2 separate regions of the Zea mays genome follow, and region 1 is linked to region 2. A link is a contact called in public Hi-C data. All regions are on one chromosome and are shown on one strand. Each heading gives the region's core, a stretch centred on a gene start, on an enhancer-like site or on the middle of the called end of the contact. The rest is flanking DNA. Distances are from core to core; before and after follow the strand shown. Region 1 holds the start of LOC100277115. Region 2 holds the start of LOC100280578.

What was found. A called contact is a pair of places that touch in the nucleus more often than the background predicts.
Region 1: a Hi-C map of leaf shows a contact between it and region 2, with 4 times the contacts expected there. The contact joins the promoter of LOC100277115 here to the promoter of LOC100280578 in region 2. A contact is called at or near these places in 8 of 25 Hi-C or Micro-C datasets (bundle sheath, ear, endosperm and 4 more).

The regions. Positions count from the first base shown.
Region 1 is chr9:25,957,945-25,965,194 of Zm-B73-REFERENCE-NAM-5.0, forward strand. It overlaps LOC100277115, which reads left to right and starts at 3,187. Exons shown (of 15, transcript NM_001150775.2): 1 at 3,187-3,607; 2 at 4,677-4,814; 3 at 5,342-5,507; 4 at 5,943-6,051; 5 at 6,933-6,983. The coding sequence starts at 3,325.
Region 2 is chr9:25,645,437-25,652,067 of Zm-B73-REFERENCE-NAM-5.0, forward strand. LOC100280578 reads left to right here and starts at 5,332. Exons shown (of 3, transcript NM_001153497.2): 1 at 5,332-5,404; 2 at 5,497-5,733; 3 at 5,835-6,252. The coding sequence starts at 5,402. The coding sequence ends at 6,077. It overlaps LOC100273963 (BBR/BPC transcription factor), which reads right to left. Exons shown (of 3, transcript NM_001148350.1): 3 at 6,377-6,631.

The DNA of each region.
Region 1 (7,250 bases), core at 1,937-4,436, 310 kb after region 2:
AAAAATAGTTTTGGTCATGGTAAAGAAATAGAAAGTATACTCGTATGCATAATTTAAAAAGTTAGATTTTGTTGTGCAGAAAACTCATATTCCTGGTATTTGTTCCATATCGTTTTTAAGTTAATTTCAGATTAAAAATAAAAAGAAACAGGACCAACTATATAAGAGGTGCTAAAATGCGAGAGTAATTACATTAATGAGGGGTGTTTTCTATATGTCTTTACTAACTAGAGACATTTTCTAGATGGTCAAGTTAATGAGTGGCATCAGTCAAATTTTCTCGACGTCGGCCGATATTCTTTCCACTTGCATTACCTGCCGAATTTGGTCCGCTATAGATCCAATCAACTGACTAACAATCAATCATAAGTAGGTCTTTAGATGCTTATTTTAGATCATTGTTTTTGCTCTTTGTAATTATTTAAACTATATTATATAATCTAATATGATTATCTAAACTAGATTATATAACTGTGTAAATAAACATATCTAATACGATTATTTAAACTAGACTATATAATCTATATAAAATAAGCTAGATTATATACTTATGTGAGAAAAGAGACATGTCTTAAGGCCATGTTTAATTTCTTTAGTCATCTAGCTAAACTTTAGTCACTAAAGTACCCTATTTTGCCAATGGCTAAACATGACTAAAAATCATTAATTATATCATCCCTATTCAATAGGGCACATGAAGGAAGGTGAGAGCAGATATAGTAAATATTATTTTAGTCACTTTTAGTTACCTTTCGGTAACTAGAGGACTAAAATTTTGGATGAGACTTTTAAGGTCTGTTTGGTTTGAGAGGCTAAAGATTAGTCCCTCCATTTAAGTCACATTTAGTTTCTAAATTGCCAAACGGTAGGACTAAAACAGGGATTAAACCGCTTTAGTCCCTAGTCCCTCAAGATGTGGCTAAAAGGGACTAAATCATATTAATTTCACATTTGCCCCTCATTTAGTTCAATTGTACTAATAGCAGGAGAATGTTAAAGACCATTTTAATCTTCTTATGAGTCATTTAGTATATTATTACTAATTTTAGTCCCTAGAATCAAATATGTTAGGGACTAAACTTTAGTCCCCTAACTAAACTTTAGTCCCTAGACTAAAGAAACAAACATGGCCTTAGGGACCGTTTGGTTTCTTTAGTTCAAGGACTAAAGTTTAGTTAAGAGACTAAAGTTTAGTCCCTACCTTGTTTGTTGTAAGGACAAAAAATATTTAAAACGTATTAAATGGATCATAAGATGACCAAAATACCCCTAAATATTCTTCCACTCTTAGTGCAACTGAAATAAATGAGGAGTAAAAAGTGGAATTTATATGGTTTAATCTCTTTTAGTCACCCCTTGAGGGACTATAGACTGAAACAATTTAGCCCTTATTTTAGTCCCACCGTTTGGCAAATTAGAGACTAAATGAGACTAAGGCCCTGTTTGGTTTCAATTAGTCCTAGGACTAAACTTTAGTCCCTACATGTTTGGTTGTAGGGACTAAACATATTCTAAAGTCATAATAGTAGCTGCCCGAAGACTCAAATGCCCTTGGAACACTAGAAGACTGTGTGCAACCGTGCGAGAGAGACTAGGGATAGGTTTGGATAACGGGATAATTATGAGCATTTAGTCTCTTTTAGTACCTATGTGCAAGACTAGAGACTAAATCATTTTAGTCCATATTTTAGTCCTAATGTTTGGCAAAAAGGGACTAAAAATTAGAGACTAATCTTTAGTCCCTCTAACCAAACGCCCCTTAAAATAGAGAGACTAATCTTTAGTCCCTCAAACCAAACGAGTCCTTAGTCACATTATTTAATATTTTAGTTAAAGTGACTAAAGTTTAACCAAACGGAGACTAATAGCAGCTAACCAAATTAATTGTTGTTCTTAGCTGGGTGCTAGGTAAAACATGAGTTGACAGTCTCAATAAAACCTCAGCTGTTCATACCAGGTTATCACAATTCATTGCTACAGTGCTACTTCCTTTTAATTCTAAATCACGTGTTTCAGTTTTTTTTCTAAAAATAAATATTAGTTTTACTATATTTCTAAACGTAACAATTGTACAAGTGCATATAATATGATTTAGCATGTAATATGCAAAATAGATGTACTCCTACTACTTAATTATGTGAAAAAATACCAGAGACCTACTATACAAAATTGTTGTCCATATAATCAGACCATATGATATAAGGCAGGGTTTGGTTTGCCAGACTAAAGAGTAGTCTCTTTATTTTAGTCTCATTTAGTCTCTAAATTGACAAATGGCGAGACTAAATAGGGACTAAATTATTTTAGTCTCTAGGTCACGTTTAGTTTGAGGGACTAAAGATTAGTTCCTCTATTTTAGTTCTATTTAGTCTCTAAATTGCAAACGGCGGGACTAAAATAGGGACTAAACTGTTTTAATTTCTAGTCTCTCAAGTGGTAACTAAAAGGGACTAAACCATATAAATGTCACCTTTTGCCCCTCTTTTATTTAAGTTGCGCTAATAGCGGGAGAATGATAATAGATATTTTAGTCCTTTTATGATTCATTTAATGCGTTTTGAATACTATTAGTCCTTAGAACCAAACATGGTAGAGAATAAACTTTAGTCTCATAAATAAATTTTAGTCCCTGTACTAAAGTAACCAAACGGGCCTCTAGTCTCTCAAGGGGTGACTAAGGAACTAAATCATATTAATTCCACTTTTACCCCTACGTTATTTCAGCTGCACTAATGACCGGAGAATGCTAAGGCATATTTTTGTTTTCTTTTGATTCATTCAATACGTTCTGAATACTTTTAGTTATTAGAACCAAATAGAGTAGTGACTAAACTTTAGTCTCCTAATTAAACTTTAGTTTCTAGATCAAAGGAACCAAACGGGCATCGTATAGTAGTTGGTAAGTTTGATTATTGTATCAAAGGAAAAAAAAAACAAATCAACCATAAATCAATAACTTCCCAATACCTACCCTTGCCTGGTGCCATTTGTTTCCTTGACCGGCAGGTACTGTGCACGATTCTACCGTACGCGCTTTGCTCTGCAATCTGCATTCTCCTGCGCCGGCTGCCGAAGTGGACCCAACCGAGAAAAACGAAAACTACAGGGAACTATGCGTAAAATTGCTCACCCTGCACCAGGTCAAATCCTGCGCACGCCGAGACCCGAGGCCCGTGCCGACCCTCCGCATTTCAAATTCCCTCGGCTTTCCCTTCTCCCTTCGACCGATCCTCCGGCCAGGCCAGCCTTCAAACACCTCGCCGACGCCGCCGTGCCCGTCCCGGCGCGGACGGGCGCTAGAGGCAGGTACCCCGTCCTCCCCGCATGGACAGCGACGACGAGGAGATGTGCGACGCCGCCTCCTCCGCCCCGTCCTCGCCCGCCGCCGGCGGCGGGGTGGGAGAGGGGGAGGAGGAGGAGGGCGGCGTAGATGACGGCAGGCGCGGGAGCGAGGGGGTGGTGATCATGGAGGTCACGTGGTTCCAGGTGGACCTGGACTATGAGTTCGACGCGCCCAGGTGGTTCGACCTTGCCCAAGAGGAGGCGCCGCTGGATGCCGCTGCGGCGCAAGAGTGGTTCACCTCCGCCCCCAGCTACCCGCCCTCTCGTGCGTGCTCTCCTCTCCCTCGCCTCGCGATTTCTAGTTCTAGCTTTGTGTCTTCGCGCGCGTCGGACGACGATTCGGGGTCATACGTGAACGGGGGTCGTCCCGTGCGAGTGCGATCGACTATTGCGTTTCAAATGGGGTGCTCCAGCACTCCTCCTCCGATATGTGTTAGCGTAGGTTTAGTGGGTGGATTCGATGCATTTAGGAAACGGGCCATTTCGCGAGGTTTTTTTTTTGTTCTTCTTAGTATTAGTCGTTTTGTCCAACACGTAAATGATCGTTACGGAGTCGTTATGGGTGATGTATTCAAGGGTAGAATGGATAGACATGCGCCATTTTGGTCCAGTGTTGAATTTGCCCCCATGTTAAGTTCATTGACTGTTAGGAATTTTGTGAGAGGCTGACTGTTTCTCAATGTTTGGCTATCATGGTCAAACTTGACCCATCTGGGATTAGTTTCCGTGATTAAAATGTTTGAATGGAGGTCTCCAGTTTCTAGTTATTAAATCGGTGTAGACATATAGAGGAGCTTGATCGCCAAAAGTCCAGAACCAGAGTATTACCTTGACACGAGAAGAAATAAAAGATACAGAGTGAATGCGGACTACAAAAAAACCTCGGGGGATCATATTTGCCTGTGGTCATATCACTTATTGTTATCGTATCAGTTTCATAGTGATGCCAGTTATGTGGTTGAGAAGTTGGCTGCTAGTTAAAATGGAAGAAGCTCTTTAGATATTACAGATAAAAACGATATAGCTGAGGGGGGAGCAGTGTATCACCACATCGGACTTTTACGTGGTTTCATGAGTATAGCTACTTTCCATTTTTTGGTAACACTGTCTGATGTGGAGAACAGTGATGCTTACGTCTTATAGAGAGTAGTTCAAAATGACTTATTTTTTCTCCATGATTGAGTACAGTGATATTGAAATGCAAAGTCATGGAAACTCGCAATGATAATTGTTAACGAATTCCTTGTACATAAAATGTTTTACATGTTACTTTATTTTTTCTTCCTATTGCTTGTAAATATGTCACTAACCTTTTATCTTTTTTGTTTCTGCAGCCTTAATTGCTAAGATGTTAGCTGAGGATCTTGGGTTACAAACCATTAGAAGCATTGCAGATACAGATGATCTGCATTGTTCTACAGCTTCTCACGAATGTTCTAGTGGCATGGGACCAAAAATCCGTCAGCTTGAAGGTATTGGAAATCTTAATTCTAGCATTGAACCTGAAGTTCACTATTCCGTTTCTAATCTGCTAATCGATTTGATGATTCTCATTTATATTGCATTTTACTAAATAAGAGGTTGAATAAGTGTGTATGGGCTTCGTTGGTTCATGTTTGTGTGTTACAGTTAATTCTGAGCATTGCACTTCCACCACTCTATCACTATTGTTTGACTTTTGGGAGTTATTGGAATCGTAGTAGCAGAAACCACAAAGACTCCAAACTGTCTTGAAAAACATGTTGATACCAAGATAAATCCTTTTATTGATGAAAATGTGCTTGCTAGATTACAAATTGACATGCCTCACAAGTCACAATATGCCTGTATCTAGCTTGGCAATATACATAATTTTAAACACCTAAAAGGACCGAACAAACACTTGAATCATTTTCCTTACACATAGGGACCCTCTCCTTGTTGCCTGTTTACCAGGTGTGTGCTTCTATATTTTGATTGATTTCTTCTAGAAGTTTAAATTATTTATGGTTCTTTACAGTTAAAATAGGACGAAAAGCTTGCAATGGTGCATCAGAAAATGAACGCCGTTCTCACTATCAAACTACCATGAAGGGCAATTCTTTGAGAGGTTCCACACTGATGAAGCCTACTGCCAGCCAATTAGCCAAGCAAAACAGACCGGCACAGTTAAAGAATTTGACACAGTAAGTAAAATTAAACTTCCTGGATTTTGTGAAGTTTGTGTGGATTGAATATGAAAGAATTTGAAATAGCATTATGATGGTTGATTTTGTGAGCCACCTTTGTAACTTAATTCCTCATTTATTTAACCAACTTGCACTATATGTATTGTTTGGTTTAGATTAACCATTAGTTGTGAAATATGTGTGTTTAGAACCCGGATATTTCAATATTGTAATCACAAGTATCTTGTCTTCACATTATTTTTCACCTTTTCCTTTTTCTGTTCTCATTTCAGTGTCCCAAAACTTTAACCTCTGTTACTATTATCTTCTACTGAGTTAGCTTTCATCGAATGCCAAATATGTGGCATCTATCTTTTTTTAGTTAACTAAAAGATACTTCATCATCAGGTTCGTGAAAACCTTAATTTTAATCTCAGTTTGGTTTGTTTTCAGGAATAAAAAGTCAGTGGGAGTTATAAGAGAGAGAAGTACCATAAGCTCAAACGATTGCAATTACCAATCCACTAAAAGACAAAGATTAGAGAATGGGCATCTCAACAAGGTATTGTACAGTTTTTATGTGGAGATGTGACATTTGCCAAATTTCTATGTTCTTTTTTTGTACTCTGAACTACTTTACATTATTTCAATGATGGCAAACACAGCAGTTAGTGAACTTTCTGATGTCTTCTTTACACGATGCAAACACACCAAAATGATATAACTTGACTCCTAAGTAGGACATCACATGGTTTGATGATTGGTCAACATGCAAAATGTTATGGTTTCTCTGTTGCATTCATAAGTTATACATATTATTCTTGTGTTTTAGGAAATTCTAGTTTTCTTTCCGTAGAAACTATGATTTATATTACTGGAAGTAACATTTTCAGAAGTTGGAAATATGCAATAACTTCAAATTCCAGGGGAAAATCATCTTGATGTGAACTACTGCCTTCGTTCTAAATTCTAAGATGTTTTGTTTTTTATAGATATATTGCTTTTACTATATATCGAGACAATACTATATATCTAAGTACATAGTAAAAGCTCTGTATCCATCAAATCCAAAACATCTTATAATTTTGAATGGAGGGAGCAACATTGTTTGATACATTTAGTTAGATGTAGTTACTGCACTTCCTTTTTTGATACCAAATTGATTATCTTGATGTATATCTTATAATTTCTATCTTGAGTTTGTGAGCGTCAAGATACAAATTGATTAATTGTTACTCTCTCAAATCCAAATTATAAGACATTTTGACTTTTTCTAGATGTATTGCTTGTACTATGTATCGAGACATAGTGTATATCTAAATATATAGTAAAAGCTATGTATCTAGAAAACCATAATGCCTTATAATTTGGTATTGGGGGAGTATTTTTTATTGAATAACTTTGCTTCTTGCTCTTTAATAAAGCTACTCGCTTGTGGTACAGGCTGCTGCTACTGCTATCCAGCATGAGTTTATTCATAAAAATCATGAAAAGGTAAAAGTTCCTAAAGCTATCGGCATAAATTGAATACATTTCAACTTTTTATGCTGGTTCTCTTTCAGTTGTTGTACGGATACAGTTATCAGAGTCTCCTTAATTATATTTCTTTATATATAAAGAAATAAACAGATTCTTGCTAATTTTGCATCTAGTTAGAAAAATGGCCTCCACACCCCCCATCCTCGCCCCCTCTCCCTCGTCTTCCCACCACCACCCTACACCACCACCTCTCGTTGGCCTCCACCCCGGACCCGGCGACCA
Region 2 (6,631 bases), core at 4,082-6,581:
TTCCCGCTTGGTGATCTTGGTGAGTTCATCACCCTCGTGCGCGGTCTTGAGAAGGTCCCAAATCTCCTTTGCATTCTTCAACCCTTGCACCTTGTTGTATTCCTCCTTACTTAGAGAGGCGAGGAGTATGGTTGTAGCTTGAGAGTTGAAGTGCTCGATTTGGGCCACTTCGTCCGTATCATAATCCTCATCCCCTATGGATGGTACCTGTGCTCCAAACTCAACAACATTCCATATACTTTTGTGGAGTGAGGTTAGATGAAATTTCATTAAGTCACTCCACCTAGCATAATCTTCGCCATCAAAAGTTGGCGGTTTGCCTAATGGAACGGAAAGTAATGGAGTATGTCTAGGTGTACGATGATAGTGTAAGGGGATCTTACTAAACTTCTTGCGCTCTTGGCGCTTAGAAGTTACGGACGGCGCATCAGAGTCAGAGGTCGATGTTGATGAAGTGTCGGTCTCGTAGTAGACCACTTTCCTCATCCTCTTGTGCTTGCCGCCTTTCCGATGCGACTTGTGGGAATAAGATTTTTCCTTCTTCTCTTTGTGGTGTGAAGAAGAAGATCTTTTCTCCTTCCGTTTGGAGGAGTCCTTCTTCTTTTCCTTCCTCTTGGTGCGGGACTCTTCCGATGAAGTGCTCCCTTGGCTCGTAGTGAGCTTGTCGCCGGTCTCCATCTCCCTCTTGGTGTGATCTCCCGACATCACTTCGAGCGGTTAGGCTCTAATGAAGCACCGGGCTCTGATACCAATTGAAAGTCGCCTAGAGGGGGGGGGGGTGAATAGGGCGAAACTGAAATTCTCAAAAACAATCACAACTACAAGCCGGGTTAGCGTTAGAAATATAATAGAGTCCGCGAGAGAGGGTGCAAAACAAATTGCAAGCGAATGAAGAGTGAGACACGTGGATTTGTTTTACCGAGGTTCGGTTCTCGCAAACCTACTCCCCGTTGAGGAGGCCACAAAGGCCGGGTCTCTTTCAACCCTTTCCCTCTCTCAAACGGTCCCTCGGACCGAGTGAGCTTTCTCTTCTCAATCACTTGGAACACAAAGTTCCCACAAGGACCACCACAAGATTGGTGTCTCTTGCCTCAATTACAAGTGAGTTTGATCGCAATGAAAGAATCAAGACAGAAAGCACGATTGCAAAAGCCAAGCGACAAGAGCGACAAATAACACACAGATCACTTTCTCTCTCAAGTCACTAATCACTAATGATCTCTTTTCTCAATTGTGAAACTTGGAGAGATGGAGGCTTTGAATGTGTCTTGGAATGGATTGCTAGCTCTTGTATTGAATGTTGAAGGTTGGAATGCTTGGGTCCTATAAATGGAGGTGGTTGGGGTTGTATTTATAGCCACCAACTACTTCCTAGCCGTTACTCCATTCTGCTGAGCGCGGACGGTCCGCCCGCCAGGTCCGGACGGTCTGCCCCTGTAGATCAACGGCTGAAAATGTAACGGTCAGCAGTAACGGCTATATTGCATTTAATGCGTCGTCAGATGTCAGACAGACCTAGTCGCGGACGGTCCTTCGTGCACCCCGGACGGTCCGCGAGGCCGCTATAATTCATTTTTCTGAACCCGTTACCTTCGGGTTTTTCGGTTTCTCACCTACCGGACGGTCCGCGCCTGAGCCCGGACGGTCCGCGCACGGTCTCGGACGGTCCTTGCTTTTCCTTCGGACGGTCCGTAGTGCATACTTGGATTTTTGCATTGGTTTTGTCCGAGTGTCATCCTGGTGTTGCGGACGGTCCGCCGCAAGGGCCCGGACGGTCCGCGCTTGGCCTGTTTTTCCAAAAAGCTTCTCCTATCCGGAATAATCTACGGTATTCCGGACAGTCGATTTAGTATAGTTGTAGATGAACCTTTGACACCTGTAGAACATATAATCTAGAGCAAACTAGTTAGTCCAAATATTTGTGTTGGGCAATTCAACCACCAAAATTAATTAGGAACTAGGTGTAAGCCTAATTCCCTTTCAGTCCTCCACCCCTTTTCAGGGACCGATGAGGAGGAACGCGGCAGCGCTGCATCCGGAGCTGCTACAGCTGGTGGAGCTTGCCCCGGGCGCGCTTCGTGAGAACTCCATCGTTGATGTGTTGTATTCACAGTGGCTCGTGCTACCCGAGACGACCAAGCTGGTATCCCTTCAACGCGCCCTTTCGCCTCCTCGCTTGCTGCTTTGGTTTGTGATTAAATTTCCAAGAACTCTAAAACACTTCGTTTCTAGATCGTTGGTTACACTGCCTAGTGCGTCGTCCACATTGTCTGTGTCGACTGTTTGCAGGGCTATTTATGGCCTATTGGTCTAAAGTGAATAGGTTTCCGTTGTTTGCTGTTTAGGCGCTCGATTGAATCTGAGCAACGAGGATGCCAAGATGTCGACTGACAGTGTGTGGGTTTGTTGTGTGTTAGCAGAAGTTATGTGTTTTTGTGGCTGGATGGGGCAGATTTGGGGGTTTGGCAGTTGTGTGAGTGCAAAACCTGAAAAGGAGTAGGTGGGTTTCTTATGATTAACAAATTATTGTGATTTATGAATGGATGGTGTTGTATGATGAAGTCTGGACTCTAGAGATGTCTCACTTGTTCTTACTAATTTAAGTTTGTGATTTGCAATGTTTTATGGTTGTGTGTCTCGTTAGTTTGGTACTATGTCATCTGAGATGTAATGCCAAGTTTTTTTAGTTTTTATCCCTTGTCAGTCAGGTTGTTGTGTGCCACTAGCATTAAGTAGAGAATAGCTCAAGGACAAGTACTTGTATTAAAATGCTAGGCCCTTTTAGTTGCAGGATTCATATGGGGGTTCATGACGAAGTGATGCTTATGTTGCTGTTTGTTTTGCTAATACAGTTGGGATCCACTGCAATTGGGTTGAAGACGAAGGATGGTGTTGTTCTCGCCATTGAGAAACGTGTGACCTCACCACTGCTGGTACTGAGTCACTTCTTATCTGGTCATAATGTTAAATGATATGGCTGCAAACATCAGGATATTTAATTAAGAACATTGCTTGCTGGCGAAAGTTATTTTTATATGATTATTCTATTAGTTGGTCTATGATTGAATTTTCATATTTCTTGTACAAGATTTATCTTTAGGTGGCTCCTCTTTCACACAGTTGTTATTTTGTTGGTGCAGCCCCGCACTCTTGCACTTTTTTTTGCAATATATTGTACCCCATCGGATGGAGTCTTCATGCAATTTTGTGGCTTGATTACATGAGTACTTTTATTTTTCTTATTTCCATCTTTTGTGTATCTGTGAATTAATCGATAAAGGCATCGATATGAGTATATGACTCTCGTTACCAAAGCCTAATAAATAGAAAAAATAAAGAATAAAGGATCTAATTCATCTAAAAAGGAGACATAAGATAGGTTTATTATAAAATATAATCGCATATCATCTGAAATTATAGGTTTATTGTTATCAAAAATAAAATCAGACCTTCCTACATTTCTTTGGGCCTGGATTGAGCAATGCTTCCTTTGCATATAACACACTTACACACATTGAGGTTGATGATAGTATATGTATTGTTTATTTATCGTTGCATCCTAACATTTCATCCAATATTTGTATGTTGTTGCAACACACGAGTATTGTACTGTCATATATAGAAGTTTGTATGATATTGCAATATAGTGGTGAAATAACAATTAAAATAACAAAATTTATGTATGACTAGGATCACAAATGGATTACGAAACATTTTCTTATAATGGTATAACACATATTTTTACATGAGTTATCGTGTTATTATATGTTATCATGGTATTATATGTTCCGTTGCAACGCACGGGCACTTCTCTATTATATTATTATGTTTTCTCTAGGAAATGTGTGGTTTTGACGAAGAAGCGAAGTCATATAAGGATCCTAGCGCGATAGAGTTGATAAAAACATAAAATAATTGGCCTCAAATGAATTATTACATCACACTTTGTAAATTTGTAAGTCAGAATTCCTTTGATCTATATAGTTAAATAAATTGTGCAAACATATAATTCTAATGTCTCATGGTTTGCAGGTTCTTATGCCATGGAGATACTCTACAGGCTATGTACTTTTCGTATTAATCATGCAAACAAATTTGTGTCTGTGTTTAATTTCACACCTACTCCAGAATGGTGCAAAGATATACCACTAAAAAGATTTTGGGAAACTATTCTTCTTATTTCGAAGAAATATAAGGTTACATACGGTGTCAAACGTATTGGATGGTCACATGACATTTATATGTGGTGACATTCAATTCGATCTGATGCTCCAATCGAATTAAAAGGGTAATTACTTAAAATTATTATGTCATATATATAGATGTTATGTTTATAATTTCATAATATAACAAAGTTGGCAACTTTTTCAGTCTTAATACTGGTCATTTTGCTCTGCACATTATGGAGTGGTGGGACAGTGGTTTAAGAGCGCAACTTAGTATGGTGAGAATAATAGCATATATGTAATTTGTAGTTAAGGATAATATTACTTATAACATTTCTTTACATGATGGTGCGACTCTGCGTAGGAATTTATTTATTGATCTGTTGACATACGAGAGGAACACTTCGATTTAACAGTCCTGGAAATATACAAGAGTACCTTGATCGTATTATGGAAAAAACTAGATGAAATAGATAGTTATGCTTATGTTTATTTTATATTTATTGATTTTGAATTTTTGCCATTAAATCTTCTTGTTAAATTTTATATAATACACTATCAGGTGAGTGTCCGTGCGTTACAGGCCTGAGTTTCTCTTTGATATCATTCCGGATGGCTTGTGGATATTGTCATCCATCTCATAATCGTATAACACATATTTGTATATATAAGTTATCGAGATATTATATGTTCCAGATGCAATGCATGGACACTGACCTATCTTATATAATACACTAGGTGAGTGCACGTGCGTCACAGGCCCGAGTTTCTCTTCGATGTCATCTCGGACAGCTCATATATGTCATCCTTTATCTCATAATTATATAACACATATGTGCATATATAAGTTATTGAGATATTATATGTCCCCGTTGCAACACACCGATACTGACCTAGTATTTAAATAAGATGAACGGCAAAGGAATTATTTTAACCGAGAAAATAACTCATACGGCCTGCATAATTACTCGGGAATTCTACTTAATTACACAAATGTTTGGCTGAGTTTTTAGGGTTCAGTCGGGTCCACTAAAGCGTGGCCCAACAGCCTGTGGGACCAACACGGCCCATACCCGCCTTCCAGAAGATTCGTCTACGCCTTCTCCCTGGAAAATTGCTTAGGGTCGCACAGCACAGACCGGAAGCACATCGCCCACCCACCCGCTGCGTCCCGCTCACCAAGTCACCACTCACCAGCCTTGCTGCGCGCGTCCTCCCACCCGCCGCCCGTAGCCATGGTGAGCCTTCTCTCCCGCCGCCCGACCTGTGTGCTATCCTATCCTATTCGTATCCCGTACTGACGGCGTCGACGCGCGGATGGCTGTGGCAGTCGGTGACGCTGCACACGAACCTGGGCGACATCAAGTGCGAGGTGTTCTGCGACCAGGTGCCCCGCACGGCGGAGAACTTCCTGGCCCTCTGCGCCAGCGGCTACTACGACGGCACCGTGTTCCACCGAAACATCAAGGGCTTCATGATCCAGGGCGGCGACCCCACCGGCTCCGGCAAGGGCGGCTCCTCCATCTGGGGCACCAAGTTCGCGGACGAGTTCAGGGAGTCCCTCAAGGTTGGTTGGTCTTCTTTTCGGTTGATGATTTGGTTGGGTCTTTCTGCCCTCTGCTCTGTGTCTGACGACGAAACGAATTTTTGTTTTGCTGGGTGGTGCAGCACAACGCACGGGGGATCATGTCGATGGCCAACAACGGGCCCAACACCAACGGCAGCCAGTTCTTCATCACCTACGCCAAGCAGCCGCACCTCAACGGCCACTACACCGTCTTCGCCAAGGTCATCCACGGCTTCGAGGTCCTCGACCTCATGGAGAAGGCGCAGACCGGCCCCGGGGACAGGCCGCTCGCCGAGATCAGGCTCAACCGCGTCACCATCCACGCCAACCCGCTAGCCCTCTGAACTACTACTGCCTTCCACCTGCTCCTGCAGTCCTGTCCCGTGGCCTTATTAATTACTATTATTACTCATGGAAATCAGGATGAGGAGAGTAATTTCGCGAGGACACTTTTGATTGATTTTGAAACATGGATCTGTAGCTCTCTAAACACTTGTAGTTGTAGAGCTCTAAAAAAAACTTTAGATTCTCATTTCTGAACAACTTCAGATTTGCGAGTTCTGTTTCTGGGTATCCTAGAGACTATAGTTCTGCGAATAATTCAGCAGCAGACACCACCTTTTTTGTGTATCTGTCTGGATTTCTGGAACGTCGGCTTCAGATCAACGGCGGCCATGATACTGAAGCCAACTATATACAGTAGACCTTCAACTACCACCACTCGACTCGAATCCAGATGTCAAACTGTACAGCTATCACGCGACGAATACTTCTGAGCTACAATTACACATGGATTCTCGCGGACTTCAGCACTCCAGCTCGCGAGCACAGTTTACTAGTCCAGCACAATGGAGGGGAGAACCTACAACGCTGTGGTTTCATGAACGCAGAAGTGCTC